Linked DNA regions of Mus musculus: regions 1, 2, 3, 5 and 6 are each linked to region 4. The links are chromatin contacts, called in public Hi-C, HiChIP or PLAC-seq and promoter capture Hi-C maps. All regions are on one chromosome and are shown on one strand. Each heading gives the region's core, a stretch centred on a gene start, on an enhancer-like site or on the middle of the called end of the contact. The rest is flanking DNA. Distances are from core to core; before and after follow the strand shown.

Region 1 (3,299 bases), core at 385-2,884, 1.0 Mb before region 4:
ACCGGCTCACCAGAATATTTTTTTGCAGTTCTCCAGGGATCACTTCTTATCGGTAATATTTGTCCATCTCTACAGACAGTGTTGGCTCAGATACAGAAAACGCTGGCTTTCAATTAAAGCAGCACAGAGCAACGAAGACTCAAGAGTTAATGCCAGGAGCGCTTAAACCTTTATTTACTCTGTAATCGTTCCGCACCGCATCCTTTCAACGGTAAAGCTTTCAGGCACTACATTCGTTTTAAAAAATCAATTTTCCCCCTAAAATTTAACTCCTTGCCTTTTCGCTACACGCCAAACACGACCCCCAATCACAGCATTTCTCTCTCAATATTTACCACGACAGTCACAAATAAAGTGTGAGCACCACAAGAAGGCCCCTCCAGAATTAAAAAGGTTTCTCCCTTAATGTCCTACTTCCCTTCTATCCTGGTCTTAAACCTTTGAGTTCTTACTTTGGGAAAGACCCTTATTCATACTCCTACCGAGTTAGGCTCATTTGGTCTCTGGAGGAGCTTTATCTGAGCTCTTACACCCATGCCAGTTCCTGAGGCTCAGGAATGAGGCCCAGATCTGCCACCATCCTGGGGCGGGTGGTGCCTGGCCACACTCTTGCCGCTATTCCCACTGCCTCTCAGGCGCTACCAGGTCAGCGTCTCACTGTCCCTGAGGCATCAAATCATGGTTGCTCAAGGTCTCACCATTGAAGCCGATCACAGCCTGAAGCTCCAGTTCTGCTACATCCAGCTCGGGTAAAACTTGTTCTTCCATCCTGGAGAGTTTCAGCTCATTGATTCTTCAACTCCAGGGTGCAGCGTCTCCTGGTCGTCATGGTAACTGGCGCACGCATGCGTGCTAGGTTCATGCAGGAGCAGAAACCCAGCCCACTGTGTTTGAGTTGATTTCCCCTCTTGCAAATGTTGGGAGGACTTCCTTAGTATGTATTTTATCCATTCTGGAAATGTAGGTGGTAGGTTGACGCTAAGTGCACAAGGTAAATTTCCTCCTCTCCCGTGTACAGGTCTGTGACTTTTTAAAAACTATACAATTAAGCCCCTCGTGATGATTATTAAAAATAATTGAACACAGAATAATTGAGCACAGAGAATTGCCTATGATGAATAGGTTGCTATAAAAAACATGGCATTGATACTTCTTTTTAAAAGAAAAATTTAAAAAAATCACTAAAAACGTTTTAGTACAGTATGCAACTATTTTTATGTATGTATGTATGTATGTATGTATTCATGCATGTATGGTACATATGTTGCCTGTATGTATATTTCCTGCCTCAGCCATCCAAGTGCTGGAATTCCAGGCTTGAGTTATCACACCCAGCTTGTCTTGCTGTTTTGAATTAAGAAGAAAAATACAGAGAGCCGGGGTTGACGCGTTTCCATTCCCTGGGAAAATGTTTTGATTCTGCTCAACAATTTAACTATTTTTCTTGCGTCCAGCAATTCATGTGAATTAACAAAAATAGATTCTTGCTACCCACTCCCTTAGGGGTGCGCTCTGGGTAGCGGGGACGTCGTTCTGAGGTCAATTAAAACAGGTTTCACTTTGCAAACTCTGGGCTCGGGTCGCGCACTCTCCGAACTGCGGGGAATGAGCCGCACGGGCCGCCGTAGTCAGCTGCTACGAGCAGGAAGTGTCCCAGCTGCGGGCGGAGACTGCACCATGGCCCCGGACCCCTGGTGAGTTGCCGGTGATGGCAGCAGAGTATGGGGATTAACTTGGGGGTGGAACTGGCTTCCAGGGACTGGCAGAGACCCTGCCCATCTTTGAGCTTGAGGCTGGCGGCCTTAGGGATGAAGATCAGCGAGAATCCTCCCCCTGTTGAGGGGACTCAGCCACGTACTGCCTACTCGGTGCTAACTCTGTGGTCCTAGGGTAGGCTATGACCTGGGGGAGCTGGGACTTGAGCAATCGAATATTTGCCCCCCTTTTCTGGGGCTTCTTGCCCATCATGCTTGTGGCTGACTGCATGCATAGACTTCCCCAGGCTCCTGTAAAAGTGAGGTCAAAATAACCTTTTGGTGGGGTATCCCTTCACCCAGTAATCCCCAGAAAGGTTATAAACTGAAGTTCACACTCCATGGTCACCAGTTAGTAGCTAGTTGGGCACGGGTGCTATGGGCTTTTCACAGAAAACTTGTAGGACATTGGGAGGGGAAATTTTGCACTTTTCCTGCATCAGTAGCATGAAGACTTATGTCAGCACGAAGTAGGAAGTGCCTGATAAGGTCCATTTATTCAGCAAAGAGACCCCAAGGAGAGAATGATGAAAAACATCTTTGTACAAGGAACAAATTGCTATAAAGTCCTGACCTTCCTGATGAATAATTTATAACACTGCATTCCTATAAAGTTTGTGTTGGAGAATATGCCTTATGGTGGTGTTTCCGGTACAATTTGTAGTTGTTTGATGGCAGATAAATTTGAATATTAAGAGAGTGGATCCCAAGGTCAGAATTAGAGTTATCTGGGATCTAGGCTATTTGGGCCAGTTGCTGAATTGTTTGTTGTTGGTTTGTTTTTCAGTGTCTCGGGGAGCCCAAGTTGATCTTGAATCCCTGACCCTTTTGCTTCAGTCTCCAAAATGGTGGCTCTGCTACCAAGCCCAGCCAAGTGCTGAATTTTGTCCTAAAGTTTTAACTATTGTATACACCCCTGGTAGAAAATTGAGAGACTGCTGAGTATCTGAAGGGAGTAAAAAGCACCCCTATCCCTCGGAAGCAATCAGTGCTCACCTTTTTTTCCAATGCATTTATTGTTTGGATCTATATCCTGCTTGTATTTTACAAAGCAGGGAGGGAGCATTTCTCCATGTCCTTAAAAGGTAGTCTTAAAAACATGATTTTTAATGTGTATCAGTGCATCATCTGAGTGTACATAACTTATTTCAAATTTTAGCCCGGTTGTAGAACGATTGTTTAGCACACGCAAGACACCCTGGGTTTGGTCCCCAGCAAGACCAGAAAGCTTTCAGCTGGCAAACGAGAAAGCCGCTGAGTCAAACAGTTAAGACTAACAGTAAAAGAGTTGAAATGCTTCAGTGTCTTGGGTAAAATTCTCCCGTAAGTCTGATCTCATTAGACCCCCGTGCCACGCTGTGCAGAGAATTGACTTCTGCTCATCTGTCCTGCTTGCACTATACCTTCCTCCCAGGACCACCGCGTGGCAGAACGTGCCAGGCATGCTTTCTTCTTTCATCTTTGCTTATGCCATGTGCCTTCCACAGTGCTTAGACTCGGCTCCTCCTTCCCATAGGGAAATCTGCTTTAGTCTTGTTTAGAGTC
Region 2 (3,211 bases), core at 475-2,974, 1.4 Mb after region 4:
GACCGCCTCAGGAGCATGGGGTTTGCACCGTTGAGGAACTGGTACCCAAAGAGAGCATCTTCCTTCCAGGAACCACGGACCCGCTCTGAAGACATCCGTTGAGAACACAGTGTGAGCTCTAAACGTGCCCTCCAGCCAACCCATCATCTCCTGCCCTCTCTCCCCAGTTCTCTCGGATAGCTGGGTTGGAATTCTGATTAAAGAGACTTTAGGAAATTGTGGTCACTGACCAGGCAGAGCAGTCTTTGTATGTGGGAATACTTTCTGGTAATCTTCCAGCTTTTGTACACGACTTACAAAATCTAGAGTCCCCTTAATAGCAAAGTTCTTCAACCTGTGCAAAGAACACCGTGCAAGAAGATCAAGAAAGAGCCCACCTTACAGCTTAAGGCGAAACTGCGCAAACTCAACCAAGTACTCACTCTTTGACCAGAGAGAGGGAAAAATCTAAATCCTTATCCTTCATGAATCTCTGGTTCCGGGGGAGGTCCCGTTCAGTACTCCCTGCTATAGGCAGGATTAATCCCTCCTTCCAGGAGCCCCACCTGGGGAACAGATACGGAGCCTTACGTGAGACAGTGGGTTTGGAGGCTCTAGAGGGCGATCGACAGTTTTCTTGAACTCACCGATACACATTCCTTCTGTTCTCCAGCTCCTGCTCTCGATACTTCCTAAACAGGTTCTGAGTGTCATCAGTTACCTTCAGGGCTGGAAGAAGCAGACACAAAAGTGTGTCCTCTTAGGGCACCGCTCTGTGCCCTCCATCTCATCCTTTCTCGTCTCCCCCGCTCCCCTCTATCTCTAATCTTTTCTGTAATTTATTTCATAACAAGCCCAACGACCTCCTGCATCCTTCAGCGGCACCGCCAGAGTCCTCACCAGTGCCCTCGGTTAGGCAGATAGTCTCCTTGCCCTGCACCCAACTGTAGCAGGGGAAAAAGGCTTCTCCTTGGGTCCCAGGGCCCTGCACAGTGATGCTCTTGCAGAACCAGTCAGAATCCAATAGGCCTTTCTGTTTGCGCAGCTTCACCGCCAGGAGGCGCCCTAGATGCAAGGGGACGTCGACCTCCAGCTCTGTCTTCTGTGGGATAGGACACAGCTCCTAAGCAAGTCTGGGGTCCTCCGTGTGGGCAGCAGTGTCAGTGAGCCCTCGGAGAAGCTTGGCTTTGGCTCCAATTGCCCTTCTAAGAAGCACTCAAGGAAAGAGACCTGAACCGAGTGGCGTCGAGGAAGGAGCGGGGCGCTCTGCTGGGCTCCAGGCTCCTCTGTGCACCTGCAGCGCTCCCCAGTGTTGTCTCATCCCCGCCCCCTCTTTCTGCCCAGCCCCTCTCTCCTATTCCTTTCTCTGTCCCCTTTTCTCGCAGCCAGCCCACCTGCGCCTGCTATCACTCCCGGATCACCTTCTCAGTGGTTCTCTGGGATCAGGCTTCCTCCCCTCCCCACAGTTCCCAGAACCCCTGCAGAGTCTCAGATCCCCGGTTCTCCGCGAGAGCCCCACGTAGTGGCCGGCACTCACCCTTCCCAGCAGTGGCCGCAGCTGCTTCCCAAGGTCCGCCTCTCCATGCTCGCCCACCAGCCACAGATGCACCAGGTTGGCGGAGCCCGCAAAAACCGAGTCTCCAGTGGCTACGAGGATCTTGTACTTGACCATCTCGGCTGATCCTCTAGAGGGACCTGGGGGGAAACTGCTCTTAAGAGGATCTGAGAGGCTGCCTCCAGAGAGTCACACCTAGACCAGAGTTTGGTGTATTTGAATTGCCCCCGCCCACTCAGGTCCCTCCCCAACTAAGGAGCAGGTATCTGATTCTCACCTTCACTGTCTCTAGATGGTTTGCCAGCAGTTTCCAAAAATGCATCCCTACCTTGTTTTCTTGGCAAGGGCTTCATGCCCAGCCCTGAGCTAAGCACATCAGCTAGCTAAGTCTCACGCCCACCCAATTTTAGTGGAAAAAAAAAGCGCAGCAGGCAGTGATGACAGCAGTAGAAAGGCTTTGGGTGGGGCGCGCTTTTCCGTGGAAGTGAGCTTAGCATCTTGGCAAGGACCAAAGAGTTTTGTTGTTGTTTTTGTTGAGGACAGGTGCAGTAGAGGTGTTCATTGTTCAAACTGGAGAGCCCGAGGAGGGAGTTTGGAATTTCCCTATAGTCTGGAAGTTTCCATTGGACCTCCCTGAAACCTGATCTTTGAAGACAAAGCTTTAGGCTGAGCACCCATACTGTGGACAAACTGCAGGGAAGGGGACAGGGAAAGGAACAGGAGAGAGGACTCTCTTCAGGACTAAGTCTTCCCACCACATCTCCCAGAGTTCGGCCCCCCTTCCTCCTCAGAGCGAGTACAGGGGTATACCTCTCTGTCCTGTGACACTCCTGCCTCTGTCCAGGTGCTCCTGTGCTCCTGTGGACAAAAGTCCCTGAATCCACAATGGATTTTGCTTAAGAGCTAACTACTTAACTAACTGATCCCTTGCCTCGTGGTCGAAGAGTCCGTCAAAACATGCGGCTGAGAGCCGGGCGTGGTGCACGCCTTTAATCCCAGCACTCGGGAGGCAGAGGCAGGCGGATTTCTGAGTTCGAGGCCAGCCTGGTCTACAAAGTGAGTGCCAGGATAGCCAGGGCTTCACAGAGAAACCCTGTCTCGAAAAAAACAAAAACAAAAACAAAAACAACAAAACAAAACAAAACAAAACAAAAAAACATGCGACTGAGACCTGAATCTAAAAGTATAGATGTACTTTCTCAGACAAACGGGGGGGGGGGGGGGGGGAGGACACGGACTTGCCATTAGTTTATAGTGGAGCGGGTGCTTGAAGGATCTTGCAGAACAAACACTAAATGCAACTTGTCTAGTTCTTTACCAGTTTTCCCTCAGCCTTTCTTGTTGTTTGTTTTTGGAGACAGGCCCAACCCCTTTCTTGTGTTCCTTTCACTCCAGGACCCCTGCAGAGTCCCAGGTCCCCAGGTCTCTGTGAGCCCAGTTGTGGTCCTGCACTCGCCCTTCCCAGGAGAGCTGAGACAGCCCTGGTTGTCCTGGAACTCACTCTGTAGACCAGGCTGGTCTTGAACTCAGAGAGATCCATCTGCCTCTGCCTCTGCCTCTGCCTCTGCCTCTGCCTCTGCCTCTGCCTCTGCCTCTGCCTCTGCCTCTGCCTCTGCCTCTGCCTCTGCCTCTGCCTCTGCCTCTGCCTCTGCCTCTGCCTCTGCCCCTGGGTGCTGG
Region 3 (3,268 bases), core at 277-2,776, 1.9 Mb after region 4:
CGAGGATTTGCTCACTCAGGAAGGTTAGAAACCAGGGGGAGGGTGGAAACAGGCTTCATTTGTTCTGTCAAAGGCATACCAGGAGATGTTAATTGCTTAAAAGTCTAAATATAACCCCCCTTCATCTTAGTGGGACCTCAGGCAAAAGTACAAACAGATGACTACCTATTTAAAATTATAAACCATTCCAAAGAACTGTGAACCTTACTAGAGCCTAGTCTTCTACTTTGACTAAAGTCAAACCATTAATGACTATTATGGTTTGAATGTAGGCATCTGCAGTGACTCTGGAGCAGACTTGAGCTTAGAACTTTTAGAATCAGAATAAATGAAGAAGAAAAAGAAAGAAAGAAAGAAAGAAAGAAAGAAAGAAAAAGAAAAAGTAGGACCTAGTAGTGGTCCAACCCTGAAATCTCAGCTTCTCAGGAGGATGAAGCAGGATTGCAGACTCAAGGCTAACCTGGGCCATTTAGGGAGAGGGTGTTTCAAAATTAAAAAAACAGAACAAGAACTATTGCTATAGCTGAGTAGTGGAGTGCTTGCCTACTATGCTTAAGGTTAAATCCCCAGGACTGCAGGAGGGAGAAAAAAAGACTAGCATAGATCCCTGGCCTTTGGGGGTATGTGCACTTGAATAAGCTGGTGAGAGGAGCGTAAGCCCTGGCTGGGCTCCTGGTCTGTTGCTTGTCTTCCTTCTTTCCTCACCTGTCTTGCACCACGAAGGATCTGTGAACACACAGAGCAGCTCAAATGTGTAAGTGCTGTGCCACCTCCTCCAAATGCAGCTGCCCTCTGGCACGTTGAGAAACGTTTACACCCTGTCTTATAGAAAAATGAGAGACTACAGCTTCAGCTACCCAGGGAGGGAATTCTGGGCTCATAGGAAGGCAGGTGGACTTGGTCCTGAAGTGCCAGACTGTGTAGACCCCTTGCCCTAGGAAGGCAGCAAGGTCTGAATGAGGCTGGAAAGGAAAGTCTGGAGTCTCCGTATGGCTCTCTTGCCCAGGCAGAAGGGTGGCACTTTCTCCTGTCAAGAATGCAAGCACTGCGTCTGGCTGTATCTCCAACAGCTTCTCTGGGCTGATCACGTTAAAGTCAAACATAGTCGCTTAATGGAAAAAGTGCATTGGCTTGCACATCTGGGGACCAGACCAAGTTCTGGCCATAACAATTCTTCCTACTTTATATCCTCATTTAAACTTTTCTTAGCCGCTCTACTTTTCAAGGTTATGAGGTTAAGGGACTTTCTCAAGGACACACAACTAGGCAAAGTAGCGGCTGGGTTCGCGTGCACCCAGGGTCTCCTCACTCAGCTTGATATTTTTGTCTGTGTCCTGGGAGCCAAGAGCTTGCACAGTCTTCGTCTTTGCAGCCGCCAGTCTCCAACACCCATAGCTCTCTCATCAGCCTCCCTCTGGCTCCCAGGCCCCGGACCCCTCCTCCCTGGTCTCCCTCCCTCCTGAGGCCCCGCCCCTCCCTTAGGCCAGCGTCACGTGCCGTCCCATCCCCCCGCGCCTGCGCACTGCTTATTTCCCGCTGTCAGGATGAGGAGGCGGAGGTCGGCGCTCCGGTCCGTCTCTGCCCGAGGCTGTGGCGGCGCCGGCGGCTCCAGCCTTAGCGGTTCCTCCCTGGGCGGCGGTGGCCGCGGCTCGGTCGACGCCTCCTCCGCCAGCTGAGCCCGCGGCATCCCGGGACGCCGCTTCCCCGCCCATCCCCGTTCTCCGAGGCCGCCCACTGGCCATGGCGCAGCCGGGCCCGGCTCCCCAGCCTGACGGTGAGGCGCCCACCATGGCGGGCGCGGCCTGCCCGGCGCAGCGTCGTGGGGGCCCTTGGGGGCAGGAAGGGCACGCGCGCGGGCCCGGGGGTGACCCACGGACTGGAGGCGGGGGCGCGCGGGCGACGCGTGCTGGGGCAGCCGGGCTGGGGAGGGAGAGGGAGGCGCGCGCGGGCGGCCGCGGGGAAGGGCGTGGGGAGGCTGCAGGGAGGGAGCCGGCGGAGAGGAAGGTGCGGTGGGATCAGCACGTGGGTTCCTCGGGTGGGGAGGATGGAAATGGAGAGCATGTGCTATATTCCTTAAAGAAAACGCGAGCCCTCGCCTTGGTAGTGGCCGTGTGCCCTCTCGCCCCACCTCCGCTCCCGCCTCCTCAGGCCACGCTCCAGCGCTCTTTGCACCGGACTTGTAAAAGTAACTGTGATCCTAAGCATTGGGTAGCATTCTTTTGAGTGGTTGTGTTGCTTCATGGTAAGGCCGGGCTCATATCTTAGTCTCTTAGGGCCTCAGTTTCTGACGAACGAAGAGCGCTTGATTCATGTCTCTTTATCGAGAAAGATGGGCAAGTCTTGGGCCAGGCGATAAAGATGGCAACGTTCATCTGTAAAAGGATAGTTTAGTATTATTTCGAGAGTGTTAGGGATGAAAAGGTGCTCGAGTGGGCCGAAATCGAGGAGTCAATCGTCTTCTCCATTCCGTCTCTACCGTTCAAGCGATGGGGTCTCACTTTGTGGACCATGATGACCTGAAACTCCTGAGCTATCCTGCCTCAGTTTCCTGAGTAGCCAAGACTTAGACGTGCAGGACAGACTGTCTTAATAATGCTCATATTGGAAGAAAAAAAGGGCCTTGTTCTAAATAAGCCATGATGGTTATTAGAACCCTTTATGACCTTTAAACCGACTGAGCTCTGCCCCAGAGTTTTGACCACATTGTTTCAGGTGTTGTTGTCGTCAACCGGGAGTTATGTTTGGAAAGAATGTGCTCCGTCCTTGGCAAGATCTTACTGTATCTAGTTGGGAAAGTTCTTTCAGGTGTACTTTTCTAATTGGCTTTTGTGCTTAGCATCTTTACCTGTAAGTAGAATGTTGGGATGTGGTGGTTGGCTCAGGAGGTTCTTGGCCTTTTCCAAGAGTAGTCTCTTGAAATGATCTTTTGTGAAAACCTCTGTTTGTTCTTGCGGTAGGGGAACTGGAAACAATGTTATCAGATTTTGAGACTCTTGCTGCTCTCTGGGAAGTGTTCTCTAAAGATTGTTAGCCTCTAGTTTTGGGTTTTGTTAGTTGCCTAAGGGGTAATGTCCAGCCTAGACTTTAACTTGCTCGATGTTTCTATTCCAATAAAGAGAAGGGAGGTGTTTCTGGTGGGCTGTCAGGAAACAGGGATGTTTTTTGGACCTTCTTTTAACTCTCACCTTTTGTATTTGGTGTCAGGGAGGAAAACTTTACAAACCCTCCTTGTTACTGCAGACAGAGGCAGAATACAGAGAAAGCTCTG
Region 4 (3,249 bases), core at 39-2,538:
ACACAGCAAAGTTGTCTGGCAAACAACCTAAGACTCAGATCTGCCTCTCTCCCACCCCCAAGCTTCTAGAGTTTCCAGTATCGTGAAGTAGGGAAATTAACCACTAGCTAAGAACAATAGGAATGTTTTTGAGGTATTCCTAAAAATAGGTATGTTTGAGGAACAAAGTAGAATGAGGCTGAATAGGGACAACTTGAAAAGCCATCAGAAGATGCTCAACCTGACCTGAACGTCACCAAAGAAAGCTGCGGGGACCTCGGGGAAGTGGGAAGAGTTCTGTCAACTCCAGACTTCCCAGTAAATTACTGAGCGTGTAACACAAGGGCAACCTCTCCTTTGGAGTATGTCCCACAGATATTATCTCATTTTACAAGGGGTTCCTGAGAAGATAAGAAACTTGCCCACGGTCATCTATATAGTAGGAAGGAAAATATAAACCGGAATTCAGCGCTAAGCAGGGTAGTTGACTCAGGTGAGCCCTCTGCTTCTTCCTGCCGCCCAAATGACGCCACCTAAACTCCTACCTTCTTTCTCCAAGCTTTCTCTTTAAGCTCTTTTCCAGCCTCCCCCCCCCCCGGGCTCTTTCATAATTATTCATACGAATGAAGCAAGGACAAGAAACAAGTCTGTTTCTGTAACCTAAGCCTCGCTGAGGAGGAGATGGAAATCCTTGTCTTGACCTGCCCGGCCTCCTCTAGGTCATTGTGACGATCAAGAGCTTAATAAGATCAAGGTTTTGTTTTTTTTTTTTTTTTTCCCCTGGCTGGCCTTCAGGCCTCCCTCCCTGGGCGCCCGCAGCTGGCCACACCCTGGTACTAGACCCTACAGTTTACTCGGCCTTAGGGGATGGGTGCTGTCCAGCAGGTGTGTACCATCGCCCCGGCGGGCGGGACTGCAGTTTCCGGACTATCCTGGCATCCGAACAGCGCTGGGCGTGTCTGCGGTCAGGCAAACCCCAAACAGAGATGACCTGGGATTGAGGACGATCGCAGAGAGCCCGCCACCCACAGGAGTCGCTGCCCAACCCTCCGCGCTCAGCCTCTGCATCCCGGCCCACCCCAGTTCCTGGACAGTGATTAACAAAAACAAAAACCAAAAACATCTCCCCGCCTCCGGCACCCTCCCAATGCCAGGCCTGGGAGCCGGGGCGAGGAGAGTTAACCCAACCCGTTTTAGTTGAGGCCGAGGGCCCGGCCGATGGCAGCGCCTCCCATTGGCTGCTGAGCCGGCTCTTCGCTGATTGGCTGAGGCGCTCGGCTGCAGCTCTTGGAGAGTCCCCATTGGCGCTGCGTTCCAAGGACCCGAGAGTGGCCGCCCGGCCTCTGCAGACTACCTCGGGTAAAGGTGCTCTAGCTCCCGCAGCTACTTTGCCACGCTTATTCTTAGCCGGAATCCTAACTTCTTTCACAACCCTCCTCTCGCTGTTGTCGAGCCACCTTCGGCTTTTCCCTCTGATTCTTTTTCTGTTGTTGCTTTTCTTTTTCCTGCTTCTCCAGCTACCATTTCGTAACTCCGTTTTCCTAAGATACGCTCTGGTACCCCCATCCTAGGCATTCCCACCTGCCAGCTTCTAACTTCTGCTCCTCCCTGATCTCAGTTCCCTTGTCAACAGGGCCTTGTTGCCATACCCTACTACACTCCTCTTTCTTTCCTTTTGCTACCTTCTGATCCCCAAACTCCCTCTAACCTCACTTGACTTCTTGACATTTGACCCAGACAATTTAGCTCTCTTAAATTTCTACCTGTTGCAGCCTGGGCTTCAAAGAGCCAGGTGTTGTTCATATCCATCCCTGCTTTCTGAAGCTGTTTCTACCTTTACCATGGACTTCTTAATGAGTGGTGTAGCAGCCTGTGGAGCCTGTGTGTTCACCAATCCCTTGGAGGTTGTGAAGACCAGAATGCAATTGCAGGGAGAACTGCAGGCCCCAGGCACCTACCAGCGCCACTACCGAAACGTCTTCCACGCCTTCTTCACCATTGGCAAGGTGGATGGCCTAGCTGCCCTGCAGAAGGGCCTGGGCCCTGCGCTCTTGTACCAGTTCTTGATGAATGGCATCCGACTGGGCACCTACGGGCTGGCAGAGTCTCGGGGTTACCTGCACACTAATGAAGGCACCCACAGTCCTGTCCGCAGCGCCGCAGCTGGGGCCCTTGCTGGGGTCATGGGAGCATATCTGGGAAGCCCAATCTACATGGTAAGAAGAGGGGTCTGTCTGGTCTGGGGCTTTCAGAAAAGACTTTTGGCAGAGGGTGGGAGCCTGCCCTTTACAAAGGCATTGGTGACAGGGTGCTGTGCCCCATAAGCAGAAAATGGCACAGGAAAATGCTGGCAAGCTTCAAGGCCTTCTGATCTGCCTTATACACAGACACCCAACAGACTCTGCAATGTGTTGATGAAGATTACAGACTTAGCGTAAGGAGAACTCCTTTGAGTTGGGGTGTCATTTGTTTGTTGAGGCAGGGTCTCCCTATATTGTAGTATCAACACTTGCTCTTGTAGCCCAGCCTGGCTTCTAACTACAGTCCACCCTGAGTCTTCTCAGTGCTTCAGTTAACAGGTATGCATCCTAGCGGTATGCATTCAACTGAACTTTGAATCACACTTCCTAGCACTCATTGTTGCCATGTTGATAAGACAGGAATAATTATAGACTCTTGTGAAGTTGCTGAGAGGACTGAAGGAGACACATGAGATGTACATATGAAGGGTTCATATAGATCCCGGCAGATGGTGGGCATCTGACAATATTCCTCTCTTCTCTTCTCTTCTCTTCTCTTCTCTTCTCTTCTCTTCTCTTCTCTTCTCTTCTCTTCTCCTCTCCTCTCCTCTCCTCTCCTCTCCTCTCCTCTCCTCTCCTCTCCTCTCCTCTCCTCTCCTCTCCTCTCTCTCTCTCTCCTCTCTCTCTCTCCCCTCTCCCCCTCTCCTCTCTCTCCTCTCTTTCCTCTCTCTCCTCTCTCTCCTTTCTCTCCCCTCTCTCTTTCCCTCTTTTCCCTTGATACAGGCAGAGCCTGGCTATATGACCCAGGCTAATGGGAAACTCACTAGGAACCCAAGCTGGCGTGAAGCTCTTGCTCCTCCTTGCCTGTGCCACCCAGATGCTCTGATTACCAATATGTGCCACCATGCCCAGTGCAGCTTTTACTGTCTTATTCCTGGGGCTGACTTTGTGTAGAAGGATGAGGAATCTGAGAAACAGGCGTCACGAAGTGTAGGTCAGGAAAGTCCCGGGCATCACAGAATTGTACACA
Region 5 (3,218 bases), core at 164-2,663, 1.7 Mb after region 4:
CACTGCCCAGCTTAAAAATAAAATCTTAAAAAGTATATACTAGATGGACAAATGGATAAAATTGCTTGTTGCCCCATCCTGATGACTTAAATTCAATCTCTGGATCTGATCTCTACACATATGCACACATGAAACACAAAAATACTTAATTATTTTTAAAGAATTCTAGAGAAGTCCAGAAAAATAAAATTAAATAAATGAACAAATACTAGGTAAAAGCCAGGAGTGATATACAGACTTGTAATCCCAAAGGCTCAGGAGACTTAATCTTTGAGTTTTGACTCCAGACTGGTTTAAAACAAGATTTCTGTCCAAAATGAAACAACAAAAAAAAAAGCTGGGGAAGCAATATGACTGCAGTTAAGTGGCAGAGAGCTTGCCGACATGCCCAAGGCCCTGGGACCCTAAACAATAAACTGCCTGGTAAGTTAGGAGTGCATGTTGGCTGGCATAAAGGACAAAATCAGAAAATGTTACAAGCAAAGGTTATCCAAAGAGTGAGCCAGGCATAGTTTTGCAATCCTGTGACCCCAGCATTCAGGCAGCTAACACAGGGTTGAGTGTTTAAGGCTAGCCTGGGGGTAGGGGTTACAAAGAGAGACCCAGTCCATCACAAAACAAAATCAAGGGCAGCTAAACTGAGCTGAGAAATGTTGAGGAAGATTAAAAGCAAAAGGAGTATCTTGAAGTGGCAGATGGTCGAGAGTTGGGCTGTTTAGTGTGAGATCTAAAAAATGGATATCCTGAATTCGTAGGGGGTCTAGAACTAAAGGAGCAATGAGGAATTTGGATGGCTGTGCCTGAGTGGGTGACCTAGATCTAAGGGGTTTAAGGCAGCCAGACGGAATGGATAGTTGACCAGGGGATAGTCAAGACCTTGGCAGCAAGATACAACTAAGAGGGTGGATGGGCATCTGAAAGGTGTCGCCCTGGCTGAGGAGCCTGGTGTTGGGGTAGCCTTACTGGGGGGGGGGGTGGGGGGTGGGGGGGTGGAGAACTAGGTCTAAAGGGGCCAAGGCGACCTCTGGCAGGAAGACTGGGGTCTATAGCCAAATCTTTGGTAATAGGCAGGAAGGCAAAACTGGGGTGGTGAGCTTAGGGACATGGGCAAACCAGGCTGGACAGGCAGGGGTCTCCTTCACCGGCCCTGAGAAGGCAACAGCGGCCTAAGAGGCCACCTGAGCCTGAGGGGCTGACTGGGGCTGACTGGGGCTGACGGGCTGAGGCGGCGGTCCGGGAGTCAAACCAGAAGGCTATCTGAGAAGAGAGCGTCCGTGCGGCTATGTCGGCGACGTCTCTGCATTTGGCCCCATCACCTGAGGCAACTGCGAAGCGAGTTCTGGAACCTCAGGTCGGGCAGGAAGGAGCAGCTCCGTAGTGAGCCCGGTCGCCCCACTTGCCTGGCTCGCCTGAAGGCCGGGCCTGAGGGGGACCGCCTCCTGGGCGTGGTCTGCCATTAAGCCCCGCCCCCTAGGCGCGCCTCTGACGGCGACGACGTGCGCGGCTCCGGCCTAAGTCCCCTCCTGCGTCCGACCTCGCCTTTCCCGACTCCTCAGGAGCGCTAGTTTTCCCACGTTCTGGTGATTTGCTTTCCCTTAGTGTCCGCAACTCAGTTTCCCTGTCTCTGCCCGGCGAGCCCTACTGTCAGAGTGCACTGCCCCTTTAACTAGAGTGACCCGGGTGGCTCCTTCCCGGGACAGCGCGTGCCCGCTCGCCCGTCCGCGCGCGCGCCCGTCCGTCCGTCCCCCGCCCCTCGCTCCCGCCCCAGCTCGCGCTGCCCGGGCGGGCGCCGGCCGCTGGCGCCGCTTCTGCTGCCGCCCCCGGGGCGCGATCCGCCGCCCGCCGCCCGGGGACCCGGCGAGGGGCGGGGGCAGCCCCGAACTGGCCCCCGGTCTCTCCCTCGCCGGTCTTAGGCATCCCAGAAAGTTTGTCCCTTTGCTCTCCGCCGGGGAGTCCTGCCGCGACGAGGTGAGAGCCGGTGGGGGGCAGGGAGGGGACGCCCGCGGAGGAATGCGCTGTGGGGCGGGGAGCCGGAGTTCCGAGGTCCCGATTGCACGACCCGGCCAAGCGGGCTAGGCGCGAGAGCTCGGATCATGTGCTATTTATCCCGCGGAGGCGCAGAGAGGTGCCAGGCCCCGGGCAGCCGTCGGTTGGCTGGACTGGAGGACCAGGAACTCATGGCCGCCCAGAGAGGACAGGCGGGGGCTTGTTGGAGACCTGCCAGTGGGCAAGGTGCAGGTGACCCGAGACCCCCTTTGGAGTCGGTCTGCCCCACCTAGCCTCCTCCCCAGTGCGCCTTTAAAGCAGGACCTGCAGACCCTGCACCTACTCCCTATATCTTTACCCCGCTGTACCCTATTCTTGCCACCCAATTCCTTGTTTTCTTAGCTTCGGACGAGTCATATTGCCTGTCCACCCTGGTGCCCTTCCCTCCCCTAGTTAGGGTTTTGGGGGTCAGGACTAGTCTTCCTGAGCCAGTCTCTGTGATTTCGGCTACTCCCTTCCTGTGGTGGGATAAACCAGCCCCTTCACTCCTCCCCTGCTCTGCCTAGGAAGGCTGGGGAGGTGAGGCCCAAATAGCATGACAGAAATTGGCGGTCTTTGGGGGCTACAGGTGGGAGTGCAGCATCGTTGATCTCTTTCTTTTTTTCTTTTTCTTTTTGAAGTCTTCACCCTGCTATCCGTGGGCGTGGGCTGCTTAGACTCTCCTCCTAGGGTGTGGGCACCCGGATCACCCACATTCCTAGGCTGCAGCCTGGCACTTTCCCCAGGCTAGTGGACGCCATAGCACTAGCCCCAGGTTGGGTTAGGACCAACCTGTTTCCTTTTCCCTTGGCTTTCCTTTCATGAAGCCCCCCTCCTTGGGTGTAGCCCCCCCCCTGAAGATACAGGTATTCTGGGTCTCCCTGCGAGGAGTCCTGGGGGGGGTGTTGATATTATGCATACAGGATGACCCCACCCTCCCCTGCCCATTGTCCTGGATCCTGAGGAGGAAGTACTGGGGGCTGGGCAAGGGGTTTGGGGATCACCAGCAGGCCCTGTGAGTCCTTGTTACAGGCTGTTCCACTAGCCCTTGGACTTTGCCAATCAGTAGTGGCCCTGCCTCGTGTGGGGGTTGTCAGCTCTATGTGAGAATTGCCGACCCTGGAGAAGAATTACAGATTCCAGTTTTATGACTGGGTTTTTTTGTCTCCTCTTACCTGTCTGTCTTCTGGGTT
Region 6 (3,394 bases), core at 640-3,139, 1.4 Mb after region 4:
CATAATGCATCACATAAATCTAAGTGCATTATTCACTAGGAATTGCTTTTTTCCCCTTTTCTCTGCTTTGCGGCATAAATGTATGTCAGAGAGAAAGAGACAGAGAGACAGAGAGGCCGCAGACACCTCTAAGGTAACACCAGGAAGAAAGCAGCACAAGTGGCTGCCCAAAGCCCAGGTGATAGCCACAGTAGATCACAGCAGTCGTGAAGAGGACATAACATTATAGAAACGTGCCAACTGCCTATTGGGGAACACGTGTGCACATGTGTGCAGGGCTTACTGAAGTAAAAGTGCATCACAACAAAAACTCAGGTCACTGAAAAAAAATCAGAGAGATTTCTAAAACACACAAAACAAACAAAAGACCATTAGGAGGGCAGATTTAACTGTAGTATTCCCAACTGTCTGAGGAGTACAATGAATATAAGCCACCCAATCCTGCCTTCCAGAGCCCATCCGAAAGCCAGCCATAGTAGTATAAGCATCTATAATCGCAGCGTCCCCTACTGAGAAACACAAGGTAAAACCAAAGAGCATCAACATAAACACTCGGGCTAGACAGTCCACCACTGGCAAGAGACCTTGTCTTGACACAGGAACCTTAGGACCTAAACGTTCCTATGACTTTGATGTGTGCACCGTTGCTACCCTTGGCCCATAACCACTAACATAAACACACATACAGCTGAACAAGATGGCGGATGCCCAGCCACAGGCAGCTGGATCTCGGGGAGTTCTAGGCCAGCCTGGTCTACATAGTTCCAGACCAGCCAGAGCCACATAGTGAGACTTTGCCTCCATAAGAAAAAAAAAAAAAAAAAAAAAAAGGCAGAACTTCACAGACTGCTTATGGAAGTGTGTAAGAAACCACATATCGAGGATGGCACTTGGGTTTCTAGCTTGTAGGAACTGAACGCATGTGAATATTTTGTGCACAGGCTCCTAACCAGGTAGACAACATATTGTCTACCGCCTACCTCACCAGCCTCAACTCTACCCACTCTCTTTAACCACCTAAACCCCGAACCCAAACATTGCCCTCATTTTCCAACCCGTCCTACACGAGTGTTCCTCTAACGTTTCAACTACCCCTTCTAATTTTCTTTCACTACCTAACCCCTGTTCATCTTAAACTCCAGGTCTTTTGGAGAAATCTCTAAATACTCTCTCTACACCGGTTTAGGAAACTCATACCAGATTTAGTTTCGTGTTATGGCATTTTGCTCATCGCCACTATGACTGGAATTGGAGCGCCGAGTAGGAAGGGGTAGGCCCTTGGCTGAGAGCTAGTAAATGTTTGTGTTCAATTACCCTGGGAAAACGCCGCCAAAAGAAGTTTCGCTGAGGACTGAACTAGTCAGGGGACCTGGGATGGAACCGAGCCCCTTCATTGCTTTGTGCTTATCAATGACCTAACAGAAAAGGGGCCTAATACTGCTCTGGGGAACGCGCAGGTAATGAAGTCTGTGGATCGCGTCCTCAATGGTTAAGTGGCTCTATTCTCCACTCTCGGCTCTCCTCGAGCTCACAGCTCCAGTGTCAGCTTCAGGAAGGCGGGACCACGGTGCCCAGCCGCCTCACCAGCCTTTCCACGGTGACCGCGGGAGCCACAGACTTACCTGCGCCCCACCTGCCGTCCCATGCAGCCTCAATAAGCACATGAGCCCGGGCAAATGCGGGGCCCACTGGATTGGGGGATGCACAGGGGCCACGGGGGACGCCGTTCGCGGCTGTAACAACCCGGAAATGCTCTCTAACAGCAGCAGACGCAGACGCGGGCCGGATCCCACCGCAGAGAGACCCCCGGGCCCGCCAGGAGCCCCAGCTGGGGAGCCCGCAGAGGCCCCACTAAGAACGGCCGCCGCCATCTTCACAGGCTCGAGCAATGGCGTGGCGTGATGACGCAAACATAAGTGCGACGCACGCCGCTCGGGGAGGGGTCTTGAGGAGGGGGCTGCGGCCTGCTGGGCTGGATGAATGAGGGCTGGCGCCCTGCGGCAGGAGGGGGCATGCGCAATGTGGGCGAGCGCCAGCGTTGGGGCGGCTTGCAAACTGCTAACCCGGGCTGAGCGCTGTAGGGCGGGGCGGAGGCGTTGCTGCGCAGGCCGGACACGTGGTCTGCAGGAAAGGCGCGGGAGTCTGAAAGATCTCAGTCCAGCGTGGCTTCTGGTCACCTTCTCCCTGGGCTTAGTAATCCTATCTAAGGAGCCAACCCCAAGTCTGAAATCTGGAACGTTCTAAACTGCTTTTCCAACAATGGAAAAACAAGCTCAAACAGTGCACATGCCACAAAGTAGCAGAGGTGTCACTCTGTCCCCAAGACACACCCACAGTCATTTGTGTATTTACATTACTATACACAGTTGTTTTGTTTTTTGAGACAGGGCCCTGGCTGTTCTGGAAATCACTTTGTAGACCAGGCTGACCTCCAACTCAGAAATCCACCTGCCTCTGCCTCCCTAGTGCTGGGATTAAAGGCGTGCGCCACCACGCCCGGCTAACCTATCACTTTCAAAGGCCTCAGCATTGCCTTATTTCCTCCCTCTGCAGTCTGTACACCACACAAAAGCCGAATTGGGCTTTTCTGATATAAGCCAGTTCTTTGTTTTGTTGTTTTTGCTTTTTAACAGGCTGGCCTCAGACATGATGTGGCAATATTCCTGCCTCAGGCTCACAAGTTCAAATGCTGACATTACAGATTGGAGCCAAGAAAGCTTGTCCTTCCCAGTTTAGAGTCCTTCTGTAGCTTCTAGAGATAAGAATATTAACTGGGTGGTGGTGGCACACGCCTTTAATCCCAGCATATTGGGAGGCAGACGCAGGCAGATTTCTGAGTTCAAGGCCAGCCTGGTCTACAAAGTGAGCTCCAGGACAGCCAGGGCTACACAGAGAAACCCTGTCTCAAAAAAACAAACAAAAAAAGATAAGAATATTTCCCTACACAGACTAGAATCTATACCACCTGACCTCAGGCTGTACAAGCACTTCTTTCTTCCTCTGGTCTTTTGTTGTTTTGTTTTAGGGGTGGAGAGATGTTTGAGGTTTTGTTTTGTTTTGTTTCTTCTCCTAGTCTTGGACTAAACTAGCCTTCTTTCTATCCTCCAGCAACATCAATTCCAAGGCCTTTGCACAGACTTCCAATTTTGCCGACAGGCTTGTTGCCATTCTTAGAAAAGTTTTTCTTCCAATCTCTATCACACACACACACACACACACACACACACACACACATACACATACACACACTTTTAAAGTCAAGGTAACCTCCCCTTGAAGGTAACTTCCTATGAAATTAAGGATGGGGTCTGGGGATATGGCTCAGTGGTTAAGAGCACTGACTGCACTTCCAAAGGTCCTGAGTTCAAGTCCCAGCAACCATATGGTGGCTCAC

Evidence for each region. Promoter capture Hi-C pulls out the DNA fragments that hold promoters and counts their contacts. Hi-C and Micro-C count contacts between places; a contact is called where the count stands out from the background. HiChIP or PLAC-seq counts read pairs in DNA pulled down with a chosen protein or histone mark.
Region 1: a contact with region 4 is called in an H3K4me3 HiChIP or PLAC-seq map of pro-B cells, with 8 times the contacts expected there. The contact joins the promoter of Stx8 here to the promoter of Slc25a35 in region 4. A contact is called at or near these places in 3 of 39 promoter capture datasets (the 3T3-L1 cell line, cranial neural crest and hippocampal neurons) and 1 of 115 datasets of contacts at active chromatin or transcription factors (pro-B cells).
Region 2: a promoter capture Hi-C map of liver shows a contact between it and region 4, with 2.5 times the contacts expected there. The contact joins the promoter of Alox12e here to the promoter of Slc25a35 in region 4. A contact is called at or near these places in 3 of 39 promoter capture datasets (liver and neutrophils).
Region 3: a contact with region 4 is called in a Hi-C map of B cells, with 5 read pairs. The contact joins the promoter of Rabep1 here to the promoter of Slc25a35 in region 4. A contact is called at or near these places in 1 of 39 promoter capture datasets (liver) and 1 of 484 Hi-C or Micro-C datasets (B cells).
Region 5: a contact with region 4 is called in a Hi-C map of B cells, with 5 read pairs. The contact joins the promoter of Inca1 here to the promoter of Slc25a35 in region 4. A contact is called at or near these places in 1 of 484 Hi-C or Micro-C datasets (B cells) and 1 of 9 other capture datasets (liver).
Region 6: a contact with region 4 is called in a promoter capture Hi-C map of neutrophils, with 4 times the contacts expected there. The contact joins the promoter of Pelp1 here to the promoter of Slc25a35 in region 4. A contact is called at or near these places in 3 of 39 promoter capture datasets (liver and neutrophils).

The regions. Positions count from the first base shown.
Region 1 is chr11:67,964,824-67,968,122 of GRCm38.p6, forward strand. Stx8 (syntaxin 8) reads left to right here and starts at 1,635. Exons shown (of 8, transcript NM_018768.3): 1 at 1,635-1,694. The coding sequence starts at 1,678. It overlaps Cfap52 (cilia and flagella associated protein 52), which reads right to left and starts at 819. Exons shown (of 14, transcript NM_027963.2): 1 at 699-819. The coding sequence starts at 768.
Region 2 is chr11:70,320,806-70,324,016 of GRCm38.p6, forward strand. Alox12e (arachidonate lipoxygenase, epidermal) reads right to left here and starts at 1,725. Exons shown (of 14, transcript NM_145684.2): 1 at 1,517-1,725; 2 at 880-1,081; 3 at 627-708; 4 at 423-545; 5 at 231-334; 6 at 1-85. The coding sequence starts at 1,651.
Region 3 is chr11:70,843,235-70,846,502 of GRCm38.p6, forward strand. Rabep1 (rabaptin, RAB GTPase binding effector protein 1) reads left to right here and starts at 1,527. Exons shown (of 18, transcript NM_019400.3): 1 at 1,527-1,774. The coding sequence starts at 1,741.
Region 4 is chr11:68,966,843-68,970,091 of GRCm38.p6, forward strand. It overlaps Slc25a35 (solute carrier family 25, member 35), which reads left to right and starts at 1,289. Exons shown (of 5, transcript NM_028048.2): 1 at 1,289-2,195. The coding sequence starts at 1,821.
Region 5 is chr11:70,698,742-70,701,959 of GRCm38.p6, forward strand. Inca1 (inhibitor of CDK, cyclin A1 interacting protein 1) reads right to left here and starts at 1,414. Exons shown (of 7, transcript NM_001252484.1): 1 at 1,317-1,414. It overlaps Kif1c (kinesin family member 1C), which reads left to right and starts at 1,807. Exons shown (of 23, transcript NM_153103.2): 1 at 1,807-1,968.
Region 6 is chr11:70,408,142-70,411,535 of GRCm38.p6, forward strand. Pelp1 (proline, glutamic acid and leucine rich protein 1) reads right to left here and starts at 1,890. Exons shown (of 17, transcript NM_029231.4): 1 at 1,623-1,890. The coding sequence starts at 1,871.